Linked DNA regions of Mus musculus: all the other regions are linked to region 1. The links are chromatin contacts, called in public HiChIP or PLAC-seq and promoter capture Hi-C maps. All regions are on one chromosome and are shown on one strand. Each heading gives the region's core, a stretch centred on a gene start, on an enhancer-like site or on the middle of the called end of the contact. The rest is flanking DNA. Distances are from core to core; before and after follow the strand shown.

What was found. Promoter capture Hi-C pulls out the DNA fragments that hold promoters and counts their contacts. HiChIP or PLAC-seq counts read pairs in DNA pulled down with a chosen protein or histone mark. Capture Hi-C pulls out chosen DNA fragments and counts their contacts.
Region 2: a promoter capture Hi-C map of pre-B cells shows a contact between it and region 1, with 8 times the contacts expected there. The contact joins the enhancer-like site here to the promoter of Ypel5 in region 1. A contact is called at or near these places in 6 of 39 promoter capture datasets (the 3T3-L1 cell line, HPC-7-derived erythroid cells, embryonic stem cells and 3 more) and 4 of 115 datasets of contacts at active chromatin or transcription factors (embryonic stem cells, large pre-B cells, pancreatic cancer cells and 1 more).
Region 3: a promoter capture Hi-C map of the HPC-7 cell line shows a contact between it and region 1, with 5 times the contacts expected there. The contact joins the enhancer-like site here to the promoter of Ypel5 in region 1. A contact is called at or near these places in 5 of 39 promoter capture datasets (the HPC-7 cell line, HPC-7-derived erythroid cells, embryonic stem cells and 2 more), 3 of 115 datasets of contacts at active chromatin or transcription factors (large pre-B cells, microglia and thymic regulatory T cells) and 1 of 9 other capture datasets (liver).
Region 4: an H3K27ac HiChIP or PLAC-seq map of neural progenitor cells shows a contact between it and region 1, with 4 times the contacts expected there. The contact joins the promoter of Ndc80 here to the promoter of Ypel5 in region 1. A contact is called at or near these places in 8 of 39 promoter capture datasets (the 3T3-L1 cell line, the C10 cell line, cranial neural crest and 4 more), 4 of 484 Hi-C or Micro-C datasets (B cells, CD4 T cells, embryonic stem cells and 1 more), 6 of 115 datasets of contacts at active chromatin or transcription factors (astrocytes, embryonic forebrain, embryonic stem cells and 3 more) and 2 of 9 other capture datasets (adipose tissue and liver).
Region 5: a promoter capture Hi-C map of adipose tissue shows a contact between it and region 1, with 5 times the contacts expected there. The contact joins the promoter of Smchd1 here to the promoter of Ypel5 in region 1. A contact is called at or near these places in 1 of 39 promoter capture datasets (hippocampal neurons), 2 of 484 Hi-C or Micro-C datasets (CD4 T cells and embryonic stem cells), 4 of 115 datasets of contacts at active chromatin or transcription factors (astrocytes, embryonic forebrain, microglia and 1 more) and 2 of 9 other capture datasets (adipose tissue and liver).
Region 6: a promoter capture Hi-C map of embryonic stem cells shows a contact between it and region 1, with 3 times the contacts expected there. The contact joins the promoter of Dpy30 here to the promoter of Ypel5 in region 1. A contact is called at or near these places in 7 of 39 promoter capture datasets (the C10 cell line, the HPC-7 cell line, cranial neural crest and 4 more), 2 of 484 Hi-C or Micro-C datasets (B cells and CD4 T cells), 7 of 115 datasets of contacts at active chromatin or transcription factors (astrocytes, cardiomyocytes, embryonic stem cells and 4 more) and 2 of 9 other capture datasets (liver and macrophages).
Region 7: a contact with region 1 is called in a promoter capture Hi-C map of pre-B cells, with 5 times the contacts expected there. The contact joins the promoter of Memo1 here to the promoter of Ypel5 in region 1. A contact is called at or near these places in 7 of 39 promoter capture datasets (the C10 cell line, the HPC-7 cell line, cranial neural crest and 4 more), 8 of 484 Hi-C or Micro-C datasets (CD4 T cells, CD8 T cells, the G1E-ER4 cell line and 3 more), 6 of 115 datasets of contacts at active chromatin or transcription factors (embryonic forebrain, embryonic stem cells, epiblast stem cells and 3 more) and 2 of 9 other capture datasets (adipose tissue and liver).

The regions. Positions count from the first base shown.
Region 1 is chr17:72,835,360-72,838,059 of GRCm38.p6, reverse strand. It overlaps Ypel5 (yippee like 5), which reads right to left and starts at 1,432. Exons shown (of 3, transcript NM_027166.6): 1 at 1,269-1,432.
Region 2 is chr17:74,194,835-74,197,534 of GRCm38.p6, reverse strand. It overlaps a transcript of Memo1 not described here. Among named protein-coding and RNA genes, the nearest start is that of Gm52299, 80 kb to the left of the region's middle. Within about 2 kb of position 1,389, at least 49 of the 459 cell types and tissues checked have an H3K27ac peak or open chromatin away from gene starts, as enhancers often do. A contact at or near this core is called in pre-B cells and pro-B cells, where this site is marked.
Region 3 is chr17:74,271,414-74,274,116 of GRCm38.p6, reverse strand. All of the region lies in intron 1 of Memo1 (mediator of cell motility 1), which reads left to right. It overlaps Gm52299 (a long non-coding RNA gene), which reads left to right. Exons shown (of 2, transcript XR_003952320.1): 2 at 1-2,703. Among named protein-coding and RNA genes, the nearest start is that of Gm52299, 3.2 kb to the left of the region's middle. Within about 2 kb of position 1,361, at least 33 of the 459 cell types and tissues checked have an H3K27ac peak or open chromatin away from gene starts, as enhancers often do. A contact at or near this core is called in the HPC-7 cell line, where this site is marked.
Region 4 is chr17:71,525,456-71,528,155 of GRCm38.p6, reverse strand. Ndc80 (NDC80 kinetochore complex component) reads left to right here and starts at 1,299. Exons shown (of 17, transcript NM_023294.2): 1 at 1,299-1,445; 2 at 2,414-2,523. The coding sequence starts at 2,423. It also overlaps a transcript of Spdya not described here.
Region 5 is chr17:71,473,953-71,476,696 of GRCm38.p6, reverse strand. It overlaps Smchd1 (SMC hinge domain containing 1), which reads left to right and starts at 1,354. Exons shown (of 48, transcript NM_028887.4): 1 at 1,354-1,718. The coding sequence starts at 1,533.
Region 6 is chr17:74,314,924-74,317,686 of GRCm38.p6, reverse strand. Dpy30 (dpy-30, histone methyltransferase complex regulatory subunit) reads left to right here and starts at 1,254. Exons shown (of 5, transcript NM_001146223.1): 1 at 1,254-1,342; 2 at 1,571-1,643; 3 at 1,738-1,785. The coding sequence starts at 1,608.
Region 7 is chr17:74,293,416-74,296,115 of GRCm38.p6, reverse strand. Memo1 (mediator of cell motility 1) reads left to right here and starts at 1,253. Exons shown (of 9, transcript NM_133771.2): 1 at 1,253-1,424. The coding sequence starts at 1,364.

The sequences.
Region 1 (2,700 bases), core at 183-2,682:
GCCTATGGGGCTATGCAAAAAAAAAAAAAAAAAAAAAAAAAAAAAAAAACCGATCTGATAAGGTCGGTTGACCTGAACCAGCCAAGTTCAGTTATTTTCCAAAAGCAAGGCAAGCCTGAAATTACTTTCAGATTTTCCATCTGTCAAAAGCCACCAGAAATAAAAATCCTCAAGATTTCCAAGAGGGCTCTGGAAACAGAAACAAAAAGTTTAAAAATAAAAAATAAATGAGTCGCACACCTTTCCTTCCTGTCACTCCAAAAGGAGATCAGTCTGGCGTCCGGATGAAACAGACCTGGGTACTACTGCGGCTTCCCACTCCCGCTGGCAACACTCAGGCTTCCTACCAACCTGCACAGCAGCGTGGAGTAACGGGGTGTGCAGGAGCGTGCCCACCGCAGCCAGCAGGAAAGAGCCTCCCGGTCCGCTCCCCGAGCAGCACCGGGGTCTGCGCCAAGCCGACCGCCCGCAGCCGGCCCAGCTGATCGCGCCCACGTGACTCCCTCCAGCCAATCGCCCGGCGCAAGGCGGAGCGCGCGGCGGCGGCGGCGGGGCCTCCTCGGCACAACAAACACAGGCGGAACAGCTGGGCAGGCGCGGGCGACCGGGCGCTCGGCACCCGCAGGCTACCGGGCAGTGTTCCCCACGCCCAGGGTCCAGAGGGCAGCGTGATAGGGGCTAGCACCGACGAGGCGGGCACGGCCCACAGCCCAGACACCCGAGCACGAGTCGAGCCTCCGGAGCGGCGGGGCGGGCGGGGTGCGAGCGCGGCCCTGGAGCGCGGGCCCGCGGGCCGGCCCCGAATCGGAGCCCGGGCGCGCCCCCGACGCTGCGGCGGGGACGGCGGCTGTGGGGGCGGGGCGGCCTAGGAAGTGGGGGTGTCACGGAGAGAGCTGTCTGCGGACCGGCGGCCCAGGCGACAGGCGCCGAGGGCGGCGGGCGGGCGGGGGCCGCGGGTCGCTAAGGGGGTCGCGGCTGTTGTGGGCTCGCGGAGCGCTCCGCTGCGCGGCGGGGGCGGGTCGGCGGCGGCCGCCGCGCCACAGCCTCACAAAGAAGGACCGCCCGGCCCGGCCCCGCGGCCCCACGGCCCCACAGTCCTGAGAATTGCCCTGGTGGCCCGGCCAGGACCCTGGACGAGTGGAGAAGGGGAAGAGGCACTTCCTGCCTGGGCCCCCGCCCCGGGCCGCTCCCCGAAGGCTTCGAAGCCGCCGGCCCAAGGGCTTCGAGCCCCAGCCGACTCCGATCCCGGCGCCCACCGCCGTACTCACCGGCGTGCTGGGAATCGGCGCTGCCAGCAGCTCTTCGCTCCTCAGCTGGGTCGAAGCCCACCTCGGCCTCCCAAGTCTTCAGGTTTAGTCAGGCCTTGGCCCCGCCTCTCCTCGGTCGGGCCTCGGCGTCAATCACCGGGCGTGGCCCCGCCCTCCCTTCAGGCGGCTCTCCCGGTTGGCCCGCAGCGCCCTTCATTTCTAGGCTCCGCCCCTCTCCCTGGCACTCTGCCCCTTCCGCCGGGCCCCGCCCCTTCTCGGGCTCGCCCTCCCCCCACCCTTGCCCGCTTACACTCCGCCGCCCACCCCACCCCGAAGCCGCAGCGGATGGGCGGACTCCTCGCCGCTCGCCCCGCCTCTAATTCGACACCTTGCATCCTTACGGCCAATCAAGGAGGCTAAGTCTGCCTCCTCGGCCGAGGCGGCCAATGTAGTGAGAGTGAGGACCCGCCCCCCACTCCCAGCTGAGCGCACACAACACAGCATCCACGTGAGTCAGCTTCTTAAAGGAGACGCCTCAGCCTTGGTAATTGCGGCAGCTGGGACTCATTGCCCGTCATCGGCGTCACCTGCTGGCGGCTGAGGCCATAGCTTCCTGATAGCCAAGGAAGCCTAGAAGAAGCGAAAACAAGAGGCTGTTTTCTAGTCAACGCTGGTATTGAGGTTAAAGGGCTACCTAGGTTGAAATGCCCGTTTTACCATCCCATCAGGCCACTTTCTCTTGGCTTACACGAATTGCCTTAAACAAATCCCGAACTCTTTGTGTCTCGGTATATAGGAATTCATTGTAAACAAGGTTTTTTTCAGCGTGCTTGGTTCTATTTACAAACTTTCCAAGTTTTCTCTTCTCTTCCCTCTCTCTGTTTCTGTCTCTATCTCTTTGTTTTTCGAAACAGGGTTTCTGGACAGCCTGGAACTCACTCTGTAGACCAGGCTGGCCTCGAACTCAGAAATTCGCCTGCCTCTGCCTCCCAAGTGCTGGGCTTAAAGGCGTGTGCCACCACGCCCGGCCCAAGTTTTCTCTTGACCGTTGAAGTAATTCTCAAAAACTTAAGTCTTTTATGTGGAGATCAACTGTCTTGTTGAAAAAGACAGCTGTCCCCTTAGCCCTCCCTCACCATGTTTAAGATAAGTTGGAAAATTTTTGCCATTCCGTTGGCTTTCCCAGGTAATTAAATCTCTGTTGGCTGTCCATAAAGATGACAGAAATACCTCAAAATATTTCATGTATTAAATAAACATAAAATATATAAATTATACACATATATATATACTAGCACTTGAAATTTGTAGCATAGAATATGTGTTCTGACAAAACCCTGATACTTAACCCTAAATCCTTCAGTACTTTTCATTCATTTATAAAATAAAGAGTTACTGTGGCCTGGTTTTGTAGAACATGCCTTTAGTCTAGAGTGAGTTTCAGGACAACCAA
Region 2 (2,700 bases), core at 140-2,639, 1.4 Mb before region 1:
TGTGCATCACCAGGTCTGAGACAAATGAACAGTTTTGCATATTTAAGGACACAAGACAAGTTTAAAATGATTTGTTGACTTTTGCCATATAAAGACTTGAAAACGTCCCCTTTTATGTTACTCTCATTTTATTGAAACAGTGACCTCTAATAAACTCAGAATAAAGGAGAGATTTTGTTTTGTTTCATTTTTGAGGCAAGCTTTGTTTGTTTGTTTTTAAATAGCCCCCTGGCTGTCTTAGAACTTGTAGATCTGTCTGCCATCACTACCCAGCGGAAAATTTTAATTCAAATAATTTTAGTTGTACTGCTACTTTGTCACTGAGGGTCACAGAACACCTGTCAAGTGGTACTGTCAGCTCTATAGACCTTGGCATTTTCAAAGTGTTCAGTTTTCAAAATAACTACCGTCATTAGAAACTACATTGAGGAGCCTTACTGCCCCACATACACAATGCTGTTTAGACTGGAAATTGTACATCATTGTATTAAGACTAAAAAGTTACACAGTAAGAGAAACAGAAAGGCCTGTGTGTAACATGAAGTGGTTGATGGAAATAGGTTAGCATTTATTTTTGAAGAGAGTAAATTTAAGAAGTAGTCTTGGAATATTTGTGTAACTGCCACTCAAGAGGATTAGAATTTTTCTGTATTAATCTAAGGTGGGTTTTTGTTTTTGTTTTTTGTTTTGTTTGTTTGGCCTTTAGTCCCAGCCTGTGGGAGGTAGAGACATCTGAATCTTCTGGAATTATAGTCCAGTTTTGGGCACGTAGCAAGTTCTAGCCCAGCCAAGGTAATGTTGTAAGACTCATCTCCAAAGAAAAGAGGAGTAAGAAGCATGGTTCTGGTCTGTGTTACGTGGAATATGTGAAAATTTCTGGTGATAAAAATTGGCTATGTTCTCATCAGATCACTGGAGACATGCAAACAAAAATTAGATCAGTGATTCTCAAAGTAGCAGTGATACCAATTGAAAAAGTTTTATGAATAATTGTGTGTGTGTATATACACATACATTTATAGGGACAAAAGCCAATGGAATTACTGTAGTTAAATGTAACTTCATTTATATTTCAAATCAAAATGCCTTTTAAACAACATATACTTTTAACAGATTATAAATTGTTAAAATGATGCTTAGAATCTTAGGCTAATTCTTTAAACGTAAAGATGTCAATACAAAGCAAAATTTTACCAGTTCCTAACACAAATTGAAGTTGAGTTTTAATGGCTGCTTTCTCAAACAAGTACTTCTTCACACTGAAGAAGAGCTACATCAGTGTCAGGAGAGTGAACTCAACTGAAAGCTGTGTCAGGAGAGTGTACTCAACTGAAAGAGCTGGACAGTGTCAAAGTATTACGGGAAGTAGCAGCAGCTGGCAGACTAATTCAAGTCAGTTTCCTGCTGTGGCCAGCATATGCCTATAAATAGGATCTCATTGCATGCCATATTAGCACTAGAGGCTGTCCTGTTTTATAAATGTTCCCCCAGTAGTGTGGCACCTGAGACCTTGGCCTCTTTAAAATTGGTATGGATGGAGTGTGTTTGCTTAGCTGTATCTGAATTCTTAGAGGTTGATGTTTCTAATACCGTTTATTCCAGGGTTGACTGGTGATTTCAGACTAGGTTGTCTATTGTTTTTCTATTTTTCTTTCCTTCCTGTGTGCCCCCCACCCCCATTTTTAATGTTAGTAGAAGGTTTTGGCTGTTACCTTACAAAATAATAGGAAGAGATTCAGAACCAGCTCTTCCGATTGTGAAAGCCGTAATATATCGCATTTATAGTTTCTTGGTTAATAAGTTATGTTCAGGTGCACAGTTGAGTTTGTAACTTTGATAGGATTGTATATATTATCTTTGTAACTCAAATAGTGAAACCAAAGAGAACATAAATGCCGTTATTAAAAAGTAGTTGAAGGCCAACGATATTCAACCATACCATTCAAGACCTGAGTTCTGATCTTTAGATCTGCCAACATTAAATTCAGAAAAATACTTAAAACTTACTCACTTTTATTCTGAATTCCTGAACACAATATGATGTTAAATGTTTAAATAATAAAAACTAAAAAAATGAAAACAAGTAGAATATATTGACAGAATTTTGTGTTTTAAAATTAAGTACTTAAAAACTGTAAAAATCAGTCTTAATAAAGGTATTTTAAACTTAATTTTTTATAGATGGAATTCTTTTTGAGATTTTTTTATTTGAAATTTATTTGAATATGGGCCAAAATAGACATTCAGTTGTTGCTCGTTCAATTTTAGTGAATTGAAACTTGAAAGATGGAGAAGAAAAAACAATATAATAAAGTGTTTTCCATGATCTAGGTTGGTATAAACCTTTTAATTGGAAGCCTTTTCCAATTTTTGAGTTTAACTATTGAAATCAAGCTTCGAACTAAACCGTGAGGGTAGAACTGATATTTTAAAGTCTGTGGAATTGCAGATGGCGTTAAGTGATGTTACTGTCCTGGGTACCTAGAGCCTTTAGTTCATGACACGCTGCTTGCTGTGCTCTGAAGCACTGTCCCATGGTATGTTCCTTATTTCATGGTGCTCGGGCGCATTGGAAGTTAATTACAGTGGCTTTGGCTACGTGCCCGGTTCCCCAGGTGTGTGTGCAGTGGAAGGACACTGCAGTAGTGGGAGTCCACTTCAGCTTTGCAGGGGAGCTGCTTTGGTTTCCTGGGAAATTGC
Region 3 (2,703 bases), core at 112-2,611, 1.4 Mb before region 1:
TTTTAAGTATTTTACAAAATGTTGGAGGAGGTTCTTCTGGCGCCCCCCCCCCACCCCCCCCATGATTAGGTTGGGAGTTGTAGATTTTGGGAATAAATACTAAAGAGGCAAATTGAGTTGATTATATTTTGGTGATGCATGGTACAAACCTTGGTGAAGTTAATCTTGCCTTTGACTGGTTGGTTTAGGTAATGAGTGTTTTTTCCATGTTTCTCTGCTGTATAAGGTGACTATCTTTCGATTTCCATATTTGGTCTTTGAATTAGTTCTGGAATATTCAAACACACTATTATGACTTTTTGACTTTTTGGTTTAACCTGTATTCATGTAAGTTCCTTTTATTTTATGTCTTTTTTTTTTTTTGATAGGGTTTCTCTCTGTGTAGCCTTAGTTGTCCTGGAACTTGCTCTGTAGACTAGGCTGACCTTGATCTTGTAGAGATCCTTCTGCCCTTATCTCCTAAGCACTGGGCTTAAAGACTTGTGCCACCACCTCCGAGCTGTAAGCTCCTTTTTGGTGATTGTAATTCTTTAGGTTTAAGAAATGTAAAATGTGCCCATTTAAAAGATTTTAAAAGTGGAGATTCTGCCTCTCCTGGACAGGGCCTGCATCCCTTCCTCACTGCTTGCAACAAAACAGCTTGGTGTGTTTCTGATTTCCTTTAGATCCTACTCTATCTAGTTTGTTTGTTTGTTTTTGTTTTTTTAAACAATCTCTCTCCCTTCTGAACTGTTGCTTCATCTATTGCATAATTGAAGAGTAAATTTGTTAGAATTTGGTGGAACTGAATAGTTGAGACTGTTCAATAGATTTTTTTGTCAATGTAGATGCTTTTCTCTTTTTGGCTTTTTGCTTGTGGCGTTCAAGATTGCCAGATAGAAAATTAGGCTAAATATCGCCAGAAATCACATCTGTCAAATGATTGTTTTTAACATCTGAAAATATAGGATAACACTTTGAGAGATACTTGATGCTGTGAACTGAGAGAGAGAGAGAGAGAGAGAGAGAGAGAGAGAGTTGCTGCTGTGGGAAAGAAAAGAACTGAGCTCTTAGCTGCTGCATCATGAGGTGTCTGCCAGTGTGGTTAAGGAAAAGAGCAGTCACTCAGGAAACGGGATTCTTAACTACTTACTGCACTGCCCGGCGCGGGGATGAAAAGGGGGGGATGGGTGAGATGACCCGCATCCTGCCAGAGCTCGGTGAGACTGACTGGATGGGGCGGCGGAGGCGGGTGGTGGTGGAGGGTGGCCACGGGAGATTGCTGTGGGACCCACGGAACCAGAATGGGCAGTGCTAGGCTTAGGCCACCGGACCACGCTCAGTGGGGGTGGGGAAGGCGCAGTCTTGGCTCTGACTCAGGCGCCACAGACTTCTGGGTACCACGGAAGAGTCAGCTCAGGGGTCTCTGGGCTGCATGGAGGCCAGGAACTACAGGTTCTCAATCTTGGGCATCCCAGAGCCATTGGATGTTGCGGCTGGACGTCTTGAAAGAGCTGAGAATGAAGTGGGGAGCCCCCAGGGGCAGCTTGGTCAGCCCCAGGGTTGAAGGGAGAAGGGGTAGGGGGAGAAGGCGCTGCTGGGTGGTTCCTGCGTGGGCATGAGTCCTTGGTCTGGTCTGGCGGCTGGAAAAGCTGGTAGGCCTTTCTGCGGGAGATTAGACTCAGCTCTTTTGGGGAAGGCCTGGTCCATTGCTATAGCATGGGGGTCTTGATGAGCAGAGACAGTCCATGGTTTTAGAGCTTTATTGTAGAAAAGCAGAGGGGGTGGGGCATGGCCATGTTGCTTGCTCTGCCTCTTGATCTGCTGTTGACTTTATTTAGCTCTTGTGTACAGAAAACTCTTGGGGTAAAGGTGTGACTAGGGCTGAGCCACACCACAGCAATAAACAGGTTTTTCTAGTTTACAATCTTGGGGTTCACAGTGTGATCAAATATCCTGCAAAAGGAAGGCCTTATTTGAACTTATGATTCCAGGGGGAAATAAGAGTCTGTCACCATCATGGTGGTGAAGTATGGCACTGGTCCAAAGATTATCTCTGTACAACACTGAAGAAGACAAGGGCCGGACCAGAAAACTACAAATTTTAGCCTTGTGGTGGTGGCATAGGCCTTTGAGTCCAGGAGGCAGAGGCAAGTGGCTCTCTTGAGTTTGAGGCCAGCCTCAGCTACAAAGTTCCAGGATAGCCAGGGAGACTTAGAGAAACCTGTCCTAATCTGGCGAGTAATGAAGGGCAATTAGGGATATTCTGCAAATGATGGGGTTAGAGCGATTGGGGACAAGTTTGGTTGTCAGACAGATGTTAGTGATAAGGGGGTAACAGAACAGTTGTGACCCAACTGTGGAGTCTGTGGTACAAGAGTCCTGTCTTCCTCAGGCAGAGCTACATGTGCATAGATGGCATGTGTTTCTGCAGTCATTGGACCAATGCCAATTGCTAGAGTTAATCTTCTACTGGACTTACTATATAAGATGTTGCCAGTACATTCCCTGTCACAGATATATAATGTAGCAAGTAACTATGAAATTTTTTTTTTTTTTTTGTCTCTCTGGGTGTCCTGAAACTCACTTTCTAGACCCTCTGTCCACAGACTCACAGAGATTGGACAGTCTCTGCCTCCCAAGTATGGGATTAAATGCATGCGCCCTGCACACCTCTGTGATTTTTACTACTTATAAAAAAAGGTCAAAGTTTCAAATAATTTT
Region 4 (2,700 bases), core at 50-2,549, 1.3 Mb after region 1:
TTTGAGCCACACTCCAGTAACTAGGTTTTACAGAACATTTTTATCTTCACTTAAGATATGTTTTGCATTTCTGGATATAGCTTTATTATAATGTAGTGGAAACCTTAAGAGAAAACCGAATAAAAAATAAATTAAAGGCTCGTCTAATAGCATTTATAGTCAAATTTCTTATGCAACTGACTGCAGAATAGTGTTTGTTTCTTAAAGACAGAGAGTCACTAGGTTGCCCTGGTGTATGCCAGGTCCATCAAACTGGCCTCAAATTCAAGACTCTCTCGGGTGTGGACCCTGCCCCACATACAAACTAAAGTCATTGAATTCACTGAGCCTCAAAATTATCTCTTTAGTTTTTGGAGTTGTTTGTACGTGTGGGTTTTGTTTGGGGTGGTTTTGCTTGGGTTTGTTGGTTGTTTTGTTTTGATATAGTGTCTATGTTGCTCTAGCTGTCCCGGATCTCACTAGGTAAACCAGGATGGTCAGAGATTCCCCCACAACCTACCCCCACCCCACCCCCGCTTCCAGAGCGTGGAAATTAAAGGTGTGTACCACAACGCCCGACTAAAACGATCATTTTTATGTTCTAATGCCATTAGTTTCAAGAAGTAAATGAACTGCCGCTTACAGAGTCTGAAATATAATGCCTGCTAATATATCTGCTGACTACTATTTGGTGATGGAGATCTTCGTGATACCTGAGATTTTGGTTTCCCAGTAGAGACGTAAAGTGAGGAGTCACTGTGACCGCTAGGGAACCTCAAACTCAAAAAAGGACTGCTTAGCTCAAAACTAGCTAACGGCACAATAATGCCGAGAGCCAGGAATCTACACTTTAGCCCAGGGACAGGCCACCACCATCCGGGAACTAGTAACGCCTGCTTGTTGTTCCGAGGCTGGGCGGCGGGAATCCAGAGCACTTGAGGAAGCCTGATGTTAAATATCCCTCAGGCTCGTCCACCGCCACACTCGACAGCCTCTCCTAACGTCAGGAACCTCACGCCGCCTCATAGGCTTGGGTCCTGGCCTCCATCCTATCGGAGACAAACCCGCGCTTTCTACTTCCAGGACGCAGCCATATTGCTGTACGGAACTTGATTCCAGGAGGGCTCGGGCCGCTCCGCCCGGACAGCCCTACTCGTCCTAGATGCCAGCTTCCCGGACAGGGCGGGACTCCCTTCGGGTCACCGACGCTAACGACGACCTGGGAAGAGCCCAGAGCTCGCTTGGCCCCCGATGCGGACACTTCCGGCGACGAGGGCGGGCGCTGAGCGAGCGCGCATGCGTACTCGCCGTCGCAGTCCTGACGTCAGCGCGGGCGGAAACTTTAAAATTCAAACCGCCTTGGGTTGACGGAAGCGGACGCTCTGGTTTGGGCGGCTGTTTTCGTGTGCAGTCGTGCGGTTTACGGAAAGCTGGGCGCCGGGTCTCGTTGAGAAGCTGAGCGAAAGGTAACTGCTGAGATGGGATCAGCTCTGTGTTAAAATGGTCCGCGGCGCTGGAGCTGACTGTTGCGAGGGAGCTGGGGTGGGATCTGCCCGGCTCTGCAACGTTTGTAGCGGGAGAAGGCGATGCTAACAGGTGGGGACTGACAGGGGGAAAGCTGATTGGTGTGTTGTGTACCCGTGCTGATGCTGCAACTTAAAAGCCTGGTATGGACATGACTGGAAACCAGTGAAATCATGAGAGTAAAACTAGGTTGAACGCAAGCCACCAAAACAAGGAGGGGTGTGGCTCAGTGCTCAGCGCTCAGCCCAGCTTGCTAAAGGGTCTGACTCTCCACCCCTAGCTCAAGACAAAACAACAACAATAAAAATGCGATCTGTCTAACCCTCTGTGGAAGCTAGGGCCGAGTGCATAGTGTCTGATGCTGCAGAGATGAAGACAGACTCCAACGTAGACATTATTTTGATACTTGTTTTAAAAGCGGGAGCAGCCTGTGTTGTAAACCGGATTGTTTATCTTTGTTGAAAGGTGTTGCAGTAAATCTCCAACCCAAATAAGCCCAGGCAATGAAAACACAACTTAATTAATATGAATACATGCTGTGCGCCTACATTGGGCAGATCTATCACTACACTACCATCTTCCCCATATAAGAGACCCCTTAGAACTTCTCCAGGCCAGGTGCTTCTGCTCTACTTTCCTTCTCCTCAGTCGTCCCCTCTCCTTTTCTCCCAAAACTTTCAGCTCCATCTTCCCCTCTTTTTTCTGCCTCGTTTTTTTCTACTTGAAGTTGCGTAGGTGTTCTTTGTAAGAACTTCGGTTTACATGGACAAATAAATATAGCATACAAGGAAACGATTGTTGTACAGAAACAAACTTAGTTGCTTTCCTACTAGAGGATAAAGATAATAATTGTTGCTCGTTGAATTGCTTGAGTCTGGAACATTTTCCTAACGCTGAAATCCTGAATTAGGTTTCGAGAATGAAGCGCAGTTCAGTTTCCACCTGTGGTGCTGGCCGCCTCTCTATGCAGGAGTTAAGGACCCTGGACCTCAATAAGCCAGGCCTTTATACCCCTCAAACGTAAGTGCCTCCCCTGTGCTTCTCAGCTGCTTACTTTACTGTCTAGAGAAAAAAAAAAAGTGCCAGAAATGGTTAGTACAAAAGTGTAAGTGATGTCTTGGTGACTCCTGTCTCCTCCCAGTAGTACTGGATTAGGGGGAGGGGGGCAATGAAATATAAAAGTGGACACGATGCTAG
Region 5 (2,744 bases), core at 105-2,604, 1.4 Mb after region 1:
CAGGTGCCCTTTCAAGAACATGACCAGCTTTTGGTCACAACTTCACCTACCTCACCTACTGTTTCATTTTCTCTTCTTCCAGTCATACTATTTATGCCGCTCTACGCAAACCTTCACACTTTTGTATGTCTGGCCAACTGTCCTTGGTGCCAACAACCCGGTCTGTTTCCAAGGTGCATTGACTTTGAGTCTAGCTTTACCATTGATCATTAAGGCTCCTGCGAACCTAGTAAAACAGCACCCTTAAATCTGATCCAACTTCTAGACACATAAAAGAACTCAATTAATTAATGGGTTTCATTAATTTACACGTTTCTCTCAAGTACAAAGCATCCAGGTTTTAAGAATCAGAGAGCAAGCATCTGGCAAGGTTACCCGCCCCCCCCCATTCCTTGCTATCTGTAGAGTCAGAAGCGCATCCCCCAATAATTATGCTCAAGTTTTCTTTTTTATTTATTTATTATTGGATATTTTCTTTATATACATTTCAAATGCTATCCCGAAAGTTCCCTATGCCCTCCCTCCACCCTGCTCCCCTACCCACCCACTCCTGCTTCTTAGCCCTGACATTCCCCCGTACTGGAGCATATAAAGTTTTATGCTCAAGTTTTCGAGGAGGCTGTCTTACACATTGCACGCTTAGAAGCTGACTCAACCTCGGTGAGTAGGTTAGGTATTATCCCAAGACTCCCAGCCGCCTAAAGCCTCAGAGCCTGGCTAACCCGGGGGCGCGCATCGCGGCCTCGTGACGTCAGAGACCCGCTCTTCCTCGAGGCCGAGCTTTTGTCTCATTGTCCCACAGTAGAACCCACCCACGACGGCGAAGGAAGCGTGCAAGCAGAGCGGTGCCCGGTGTTTTAGCTAGTGTCCACCGCACCGGGACCCAGGTGGTGCAAGCTTCCAGCCGCCGCGTCCGCCCGACTTGGTAGCGCCCTGGAGACCGCATGGCTAGGGGGAAGGCGCCAGGGCCCTGCAGCGGGAGCCTGCATAGACCCTGGGGCGACACGCTTGCGAGTTGCGCCCCCCCCCACCTCCCCCCGCGAAGGCCCCTAAGGCGCTGGAAGCCAGCTTCCAGGCCGTCCCCAGTCCCCGCGGTCCGCAGGAGCCCGGGGGCGTGGCCTGGGCGCGAAGCCCCGCCCCACCTTGGCCAGCCCCGCCCCGCCCCACGGCCTGCTGGACTAGCCGGGTCTCCGTCCGCCGTCCTCTTCCTCCTGCGCAGCAGCCACGGCGGCGGCCCGCTCTCAGGTCACGGAAGGAGGCTTGGTGGGCGGCGGCGTACGTAGCTGGCGGGCTCTGAGGCGCGCTCAGCGCGTCCCTGTGTTCGCGGGTCGCGGAAGTGACGTACGGCACCCCGGCAGAAGCGCGTTTGAATCGGTTCCCGGGTTACTTCCCGGCCGCTGCCCACAGTCGGTGCTGCGCGGCCCGCTGAGGCTCGGAGCCGCGGCGGCTGGAGCCGAGGGCACGCGCGGGGTCGGTGTCTCCGGGAAGCGCGCCCGAGAGCCGCAGGGCCTTCTCTTTTTTTCTCCCTCAACATGGCAGCGGAGGGCGCCAGCGATCCCGCCGGCCTCTCGGAGGGATCTGGGAGAGATGGCGCCGTCGACGGCTGTAGGACGGTGTACTTGTTTGACCGGCGCGGGAAGGACTCGGAGCTAGGGGATCGCGCACTGCAGGTCTCGGAGCACGCGGACTACGCGGGGTTCCGCGCTTCTGTGTGTCAGGTACGTCCCGGGGCGCTGGAGGGATGCTCGCGAGGAGGTGAGGGTAGGTGGCCTGAAGCCTGGGTGGGTCACCGCCATAAACTTGTCAGATGGCCGGGATCTTGCGGCCTTGGCCTCTGCCGGGTGCCCACGTTGCGGATGATCCCTGGTTGGATGTCCCGGCCGGCCTGGCTTTGGCCAAGAAGGATGGGATCACGCCCCTCCGTGGGCCCGTGCTGGTCTAGCGTTCGGGACTTCCAAGTTAGTGGGCGCTTATAGGTTTAGTTACTGCTTTATGGTTGCAGAGTAGTTAGTGCATCCTCCTGTCGGAGAAGCACCTGTGTTTGTCCTAGTTTGTAACTTCAGAAGATGCAGAGTTGCATCCACTGGACAGTCAGTGTTGCGAGGGTTGCGCTGTTTGGTGGTGGTGGGGGGGTGAGATTCCAGGAGTCCGGGTACCTCAGGTTCAGGGAGGTGATGGAGGGAGTCTTTTACCGGCTTGTCTTGTCAGAAAGGTTTGCCTGGTCCGTCCCAGCAGGATTCTTCTACAGAGTAATACTAAGTTAGGTTAGTATTAGGAGCTGTCCTGGTTCTCTGAGCTCCAACTTCCTTGGGAGTTCCTGAACTAGCTCTAAGTGACCATGCGGACAACAAAGAACGAGTATACCTGCTTGGGGGGAAAAAAAAAAGAATGACTACGTAGCAAGACGTGCTTTATACTGTGAGATGCTTTATAGGTTGTTGTTGTTCTTACTGTTGCCTGAGCTTGAGTATGTTGGGGGAGGGGTATTGCGGGGTTTTGTTTTGAGGTCTTGCTGTGTAGCTCAGGCTAGCCTAGAAGTCTCTGTTGACCAGGTTGGCCTCGAACTTTATCCGCCTTTGCTGTCCAGTGTTGGTAGTCACAGACCCAAGTGCCACCGTTCTGGGCTCTGAACTTTTAAAAGAAGAATATGGCAATAAAACAGTGTTTTAAACAGTGTTTTCCTTCCAGAAAACCTAGTTTAGGACACTGATTCTCAGCTTTCCTAATGTTGTGATCCTTTAATA
Region 6 (2,763 bases), core at 5-2,504, 1.5 Mb before region 1:
TTCTTCTTCTTCTTTTCTTCTTCTCCCCCTCCCCCTCTCCTTCTTTTTCTTGAGACAGGGTTTCTCTGTGTATCCCTGGCTGTCCTGGAACTCACTCTGTAGACCAGGCTGGCCTCTAACTCAGAAATCCACCTGCCTCTGCCTCCCAAATGCTGGGATTAAAGGCATGCAGCACCACTGCCCTGCCAACTGAAGGCTTTTTGGAAACATTTTGGTGTTAGCTAGGAGTCTGAACATTCCAAGAAACTCACTAGTAAGAAGTATTAGTAAAGAAGTTAGGTCCCTGACAGAGGTGGGTATTAAAGGCTATTTAGGGAGCTAACTAGGTTCAAGACAACTAACTAGTGTCTCTAGATTTGCAGCATTCCAACCTCTCCATACCCTTGAAATCCTAATCCATCAACAGTTACAATAATTACAGGAAAGCAGGCTCTCCTGGAACTCCCGTTCAGGAAGCTCTGGCTGGCGTTTGACCCTCTTTACCTCAGTCAGCCAAATGCTGGGATTTCAGACACCTGGCTTTAAAATGTAAAAACAAGCAAACACAACCCAGGTTGGAATCCATAATACTACAGTCTGGAAAGCCATTTCTTCTGTAGAAATTGAACCAAGATCCTTGGTTATCCCAGGAAAGCGCTCGACCATGAGCTGAACTCCTTATCCCTGGAAAGTAATTAAAAAAAAAAAAAAAAACTAATCTAGACATAAATGTAGAATAGTGTGAACGTGGTATCCTCATAGACTGCAGGGCTTGAATAAAAGCCGCCCAAGAATTCCCAAACACTCCTCCTTGTTTCCCTTTGGCCTTAAAAAAATTATATATGTGTGTATGTATACGTATATATGCGTGTTTTGCCTGAATGTGCGCGGAGCACACGCGTGCCTCGTGCCTGCGTAGATAAAAAGAGAGAGTCAGCTCCCCGGAACCGGAGTTAGGGATAGTTGTGAGCCACCATGTGGGCGGTGGAGACCAAACCTAAGTCGCCTGTAAGATTAGCCAAGTAATCAACCGCTGGATGCCCTCTAGCCCCTAGTAAAGCCTGAGCAAGAATCGCTCAGCAAGTGAGTGGCCTCGGTTCCTCGGGGACCGTCACTTCCAGGTGCCACGAAGGACTGTCTAAAGGAGAAAGATCTACGGCAGGGTGGAGCCGGCAGGTGGCCAGGCACCCCGCGCACCGCAGAGGCGTAGGCCCACTTAGGCGGGCTCGGGCACTTCTGCCCGCGGGGCCGCTCTGCGCAGGCGCGGCGGCAGCGCGACGTCCCTCACTTACGGCCGAAGCGGTTCGCGCTGTGAGTCGGTGGCGCCGTGCAGGGCACTTAGGAACCGACAGCCTTGGCGCGGGTAATCAGCTTCCCTGTCCTCCTCCTCCCACCGCTACATCCTTGGGACGACCTCCGAGCCTCGCGATGCGACGAGGACGGCCAGTCGGTGGCCCGACCCAGCCCGCGCGTCTGCTGCCCGCGGGGGTGAGGGGCGGGGTCCCGGGCTGGGCTGCACCGCACCGGGTCCTGGCGTCTTCCACTTGAAATCTCCCGGGTAACTAACTCGCGGCTCTTCTTGTTTTGCAAGACTGGTATCCGGTTGATTGCGGTTTGCAGGGTCCGCCATGGAGTCGGAGCAGATGCTGGAGGGACAGACACAGGTACCAGGAGGCCCTGGGTTCAGGGTGGCGGTGTGCGGGGAGGCAGCGCGGGACGGGCGGATGTCTCTCTCTGTGACTGTATTTTGTTTTCTAGGTTGCAGAAAACCCTCACTCTGAGTACGGGCTCACAGACAGCGTTGAGGTAACTCGCTCAGTTTCTCTGCCGCATGCATCTATGGGTCTCTTGAGAGCTGGAGAAAACTTAGGATCGGTTTACTAGGCTACTCTGCACGAGGGAACTCTTTGCTGCCGCGATCTCTCCGTAGTATCAGATTATAAGTGGCTTCTTTTTACTAGCATGCTAATACTTGGCTAAAAATAAAGGTACTTTGTAAATGAAAGATTAGATGATCCCGGAACCAGAGCTGGGAAGGTTTGGTTAGGAAAATGGAGGCTTCCCGGAGAAAATTTGTGTGTGAATGGGAGACTCGAGGGATTAAGTTCTGGTTTAAAAAAAAAAAAAAAAAAAAAAGGGCAGGACCACGTTTCCAAGAAGTTGTACAAACAGGTGTTAGAATTTATTCAACACTTTGCTGTTTGTGAGATATATACCAGGCTAATTTGAATGTATCTTCAGCTCCAGAATGCTTAAAGTTGAGTAACTTGTTCAAGGTCAGCGGAAAGTAAGCTTAGACATGTTTTCTTTTTTATTTTATTATTATTATTATTATTATTACTTGTGGGTGTGTGCGCGCATGCACACGCTCGCTCATGCATGTGCACTAGTGTGTGGAGATCAGAGGGCACCCTTACAGAGTAGGTTTTTTGCTTCCACCCTTAGGTGGGTTCTGGAGATGGAACTCAGGTTAGATGTGGGGGTAGCAAGCTCCTTACACACTGAGCAGTCCTGCCTGACCTAGAACTGACTCTTACAAAAGGATTGCATTGTATTTATATTTGTGTGATCTCTCTCTGTCTCTCTTTGCTTCTCTCTGTCTCTTTTTCTGTCTCTCTCTCCCTCCCTCCCTCCTCTCTGTGTTTGTGTGTTTATATGTATGTATATATATTTTTTTATTTTTTCTATTTTTTTCCCCCTGAGATAGGGTGTCATTAGCTCTGGCTGTCCTGGAACTCACTATGTAGATCATGCTGGCCTTGAATTTACCGAGATTCACCAGCC
Region 7 (2,700 bases), core at 4-2,503, 1.5 Mb before region 1:
GAATTCTTTTGCTGCGTGGAATACTTACGTGGAATACTGGGATTTTATAAGTGAAGGGTGACATTTGTAGTATTCCTTACCCCGTCTGGTTCCTCATACGCATTAACTCATAATCCTTGGTACCCCTCCCTCACGAACGTCACCCCCATTTAACACAGTAGGAAATAACTGAGACAATCTTTGCCACATTGCAGTTATACCTAAAATACAATTAGTAAATTTAACTGTGTCGAAGACATTAGGTCGTAAGGGGCGAGCCTGGGAAGCGAAGGTTACATTTTGACAGGGTCGGTCCTCCACCCCCCCATATTCTCCCATCCCAGTACGCCTCGCAGCGCGATGTCTCTGCCAGCGAAACTTCGCGGCGTGGCCCCAGACTTGCATTCCTGGGCGATACCCCGAGGGTGGGAACCCCACCAAGGACGCCGGGGAAGGGGGAACCCCGACGGGACTCGGCAGGCAGCGATCGCGTGTGTGTTGTGTGTGCTGAGCCAGCGGCGCACGGGGACAAGCCAGGCGGCTGGGGGGGGGGGGGGGGGAAGGGGCTCACCCCGCCTCGCGGCTGCGTCCTGCGCCCCGCGCCCTGCCCCCAGCCTCTGCTGGCGCTAAACCCCGGAGAGCGGAGCGTGCACGCTGAGCCTCCTCGGCGGGCCCGGCCGCGGCGCTGGGCATGCTCAGTGGGCCGGCCCCGGTAGAGCGGCGAGTAAGGACGCGTGGGCTCCCCAGGCTCTGCCTTTCCCGGGTTCAGGCCCCGGCCCCGGGCTGTGTGTGTGTGTGTTGGGGGGGAGGTGGCACCGATCGCCGCCGCCCTCCGGCTCGCGGCCTCCCGACCCGGGATGGCGCGGGGCCGGTCCCGCTTCCGCCGTTGAGCGCGCGGCACGGCGGGCGGAGGCGCGGGGCGGGGCGGGGCCGGCGGGCGCGCGGCGGGAGGGAGGCCTCGGTGGTGGGGGCGGGGCGGGGCGGGGCGGTGGGGAAGGGCGCGGAGTCACGGGGGTGGGGTCAGCGGGAGGCTCGGCAGGCCGCGCGCGGCGTGGCCGGGGGGCGGCTCGCGGAAGCAGCTCGGGCAGGGGTAGGGGCGGCGGCGGCGGCGGCGACTCCGCGGCCGCGCGGCTAGGGTAAAGCCGCCGTGGGCCCCATCTTCCGGCGGCCGGCGGAGTTTGTGGTGATTGTTGCCGCCCTCCGCCCTGGCTGCCATCTCCTCCTCTTCCTCCTCCTCCTCCTCCTCCTCCTGGGCCGGGCTGGTCCCCTCCCCGCGGCCGCCTCCTCCTGGGCTGGGCCCGCGGCGTCTCGTCCCCTCGCGGAGCCGCCGCCGCCGCCGCCTCCTCATTCATCCTCGTGCACCATAGGCGGCACAGGCACCAAGATGTCCAACCGAGTGGTCTGCCGGGAAGCCAGCCACGCCGGGAGCTGGTACACCGCCTCAGGTAAGGGCGCCAGGCCGCCGGGGTGGTCGAGCTGGGCAGCCGGGGCCCGGCGGGCGGGGACTCGGGCGGCGGGCGGAGGGCGCTGACCGCGTGCCGAGGGATCGGGGCCGGGCCGCGCCGCCTCCCCCACCCGGCGCTCGGGCAGGCGGCCTGGCGCCCGCGGAGTTGGGCGAGGAGTTGCCGGCCGGCCCCGGCCAGGGCGAGCGCGGGCTCCGCGGCTCCGCGGACGGCCTCTGCGGTGGGGAAGGACGAGTTGGCGCGGTCCTCGTTGCCAGAGGCTGGCCGAGGGGACCGCAGTTTTTGCTCCCACCCTTGGGGCACCCAGCGCCCCTGGAAGGAGTGACAGGCAGTACTTTTTCTACCCTATCTCTCGTGTTGCTACTCTTGGTCTCTCTCGCTTGGAAGATCTGTCAGACCTGGGCCTCTCGGGGGGATTTGTCGCTTTGTACGTGGAGATTCGGGCAGAGCTGCTGCCAGGCAGGGGCTCTGGGTGGCCTCCAAGGTCTTTTGTCAGTGTTTGCATTGTTACTGTCATTTAGGGGCAGCTGGAGATGGCATCAGCACTTTTCCTGAGCAACCTCTTTGGTATCCTGTGTTCAGCACCGAGCCGGGGCTGGACGACCTGCCTAGTTTAGCTTACGTTTTGAGAGAATTTTGTCTGCACTGTCTTCAAAAAACCATGTGTAGTTCTTTGGGTGAGAAAGGGTAGGGCCGTTTCCCTCCAGTACAACTCTCTTCACAAGGATTGTTTTCTGAGATTATTTTCAGGGGTCACATTTCTGCTTTGGTAACAAAGAAAAGTTCCTCCGTGATTCCTGTTGGTCTCTAGGCCATCTGTGCTTCTCAGCAACTGGCCCTAACCATATTTCCCTTTGCAAGTACTAGGGTTGGATAGTGACATGATTCTTTTGGGAAAACGGAAAATCTGGAAGGCAGTTTTTTTTTTTTCCCTGAGATTGTTCAACCAGCTGCAGAAGTACATGCATCTTGTTGGTCCACAGCGGATTTGCCCTGCTAAGACACAAAAGAATGACATGGTTGGGTTTGGAACTACTGCTAACAGGTGGCTGTAGTTTTTGCGTTAGATAAGTATGACATTTTATGGTCCTGAAGTACTTCATAGACTTTTAATCAGTTCTCACTACCTGAGAATGTCAGTTCTTGTGCCAGTATATGGGGAAACAGAAATTTAGTGCTGCACCCCAGACTAGGCCTGTGGTAAAATAGGAATTGTGTAAGTCAGGTCTCTGGCTCCTGAGTTTGCCCTTTATAATCA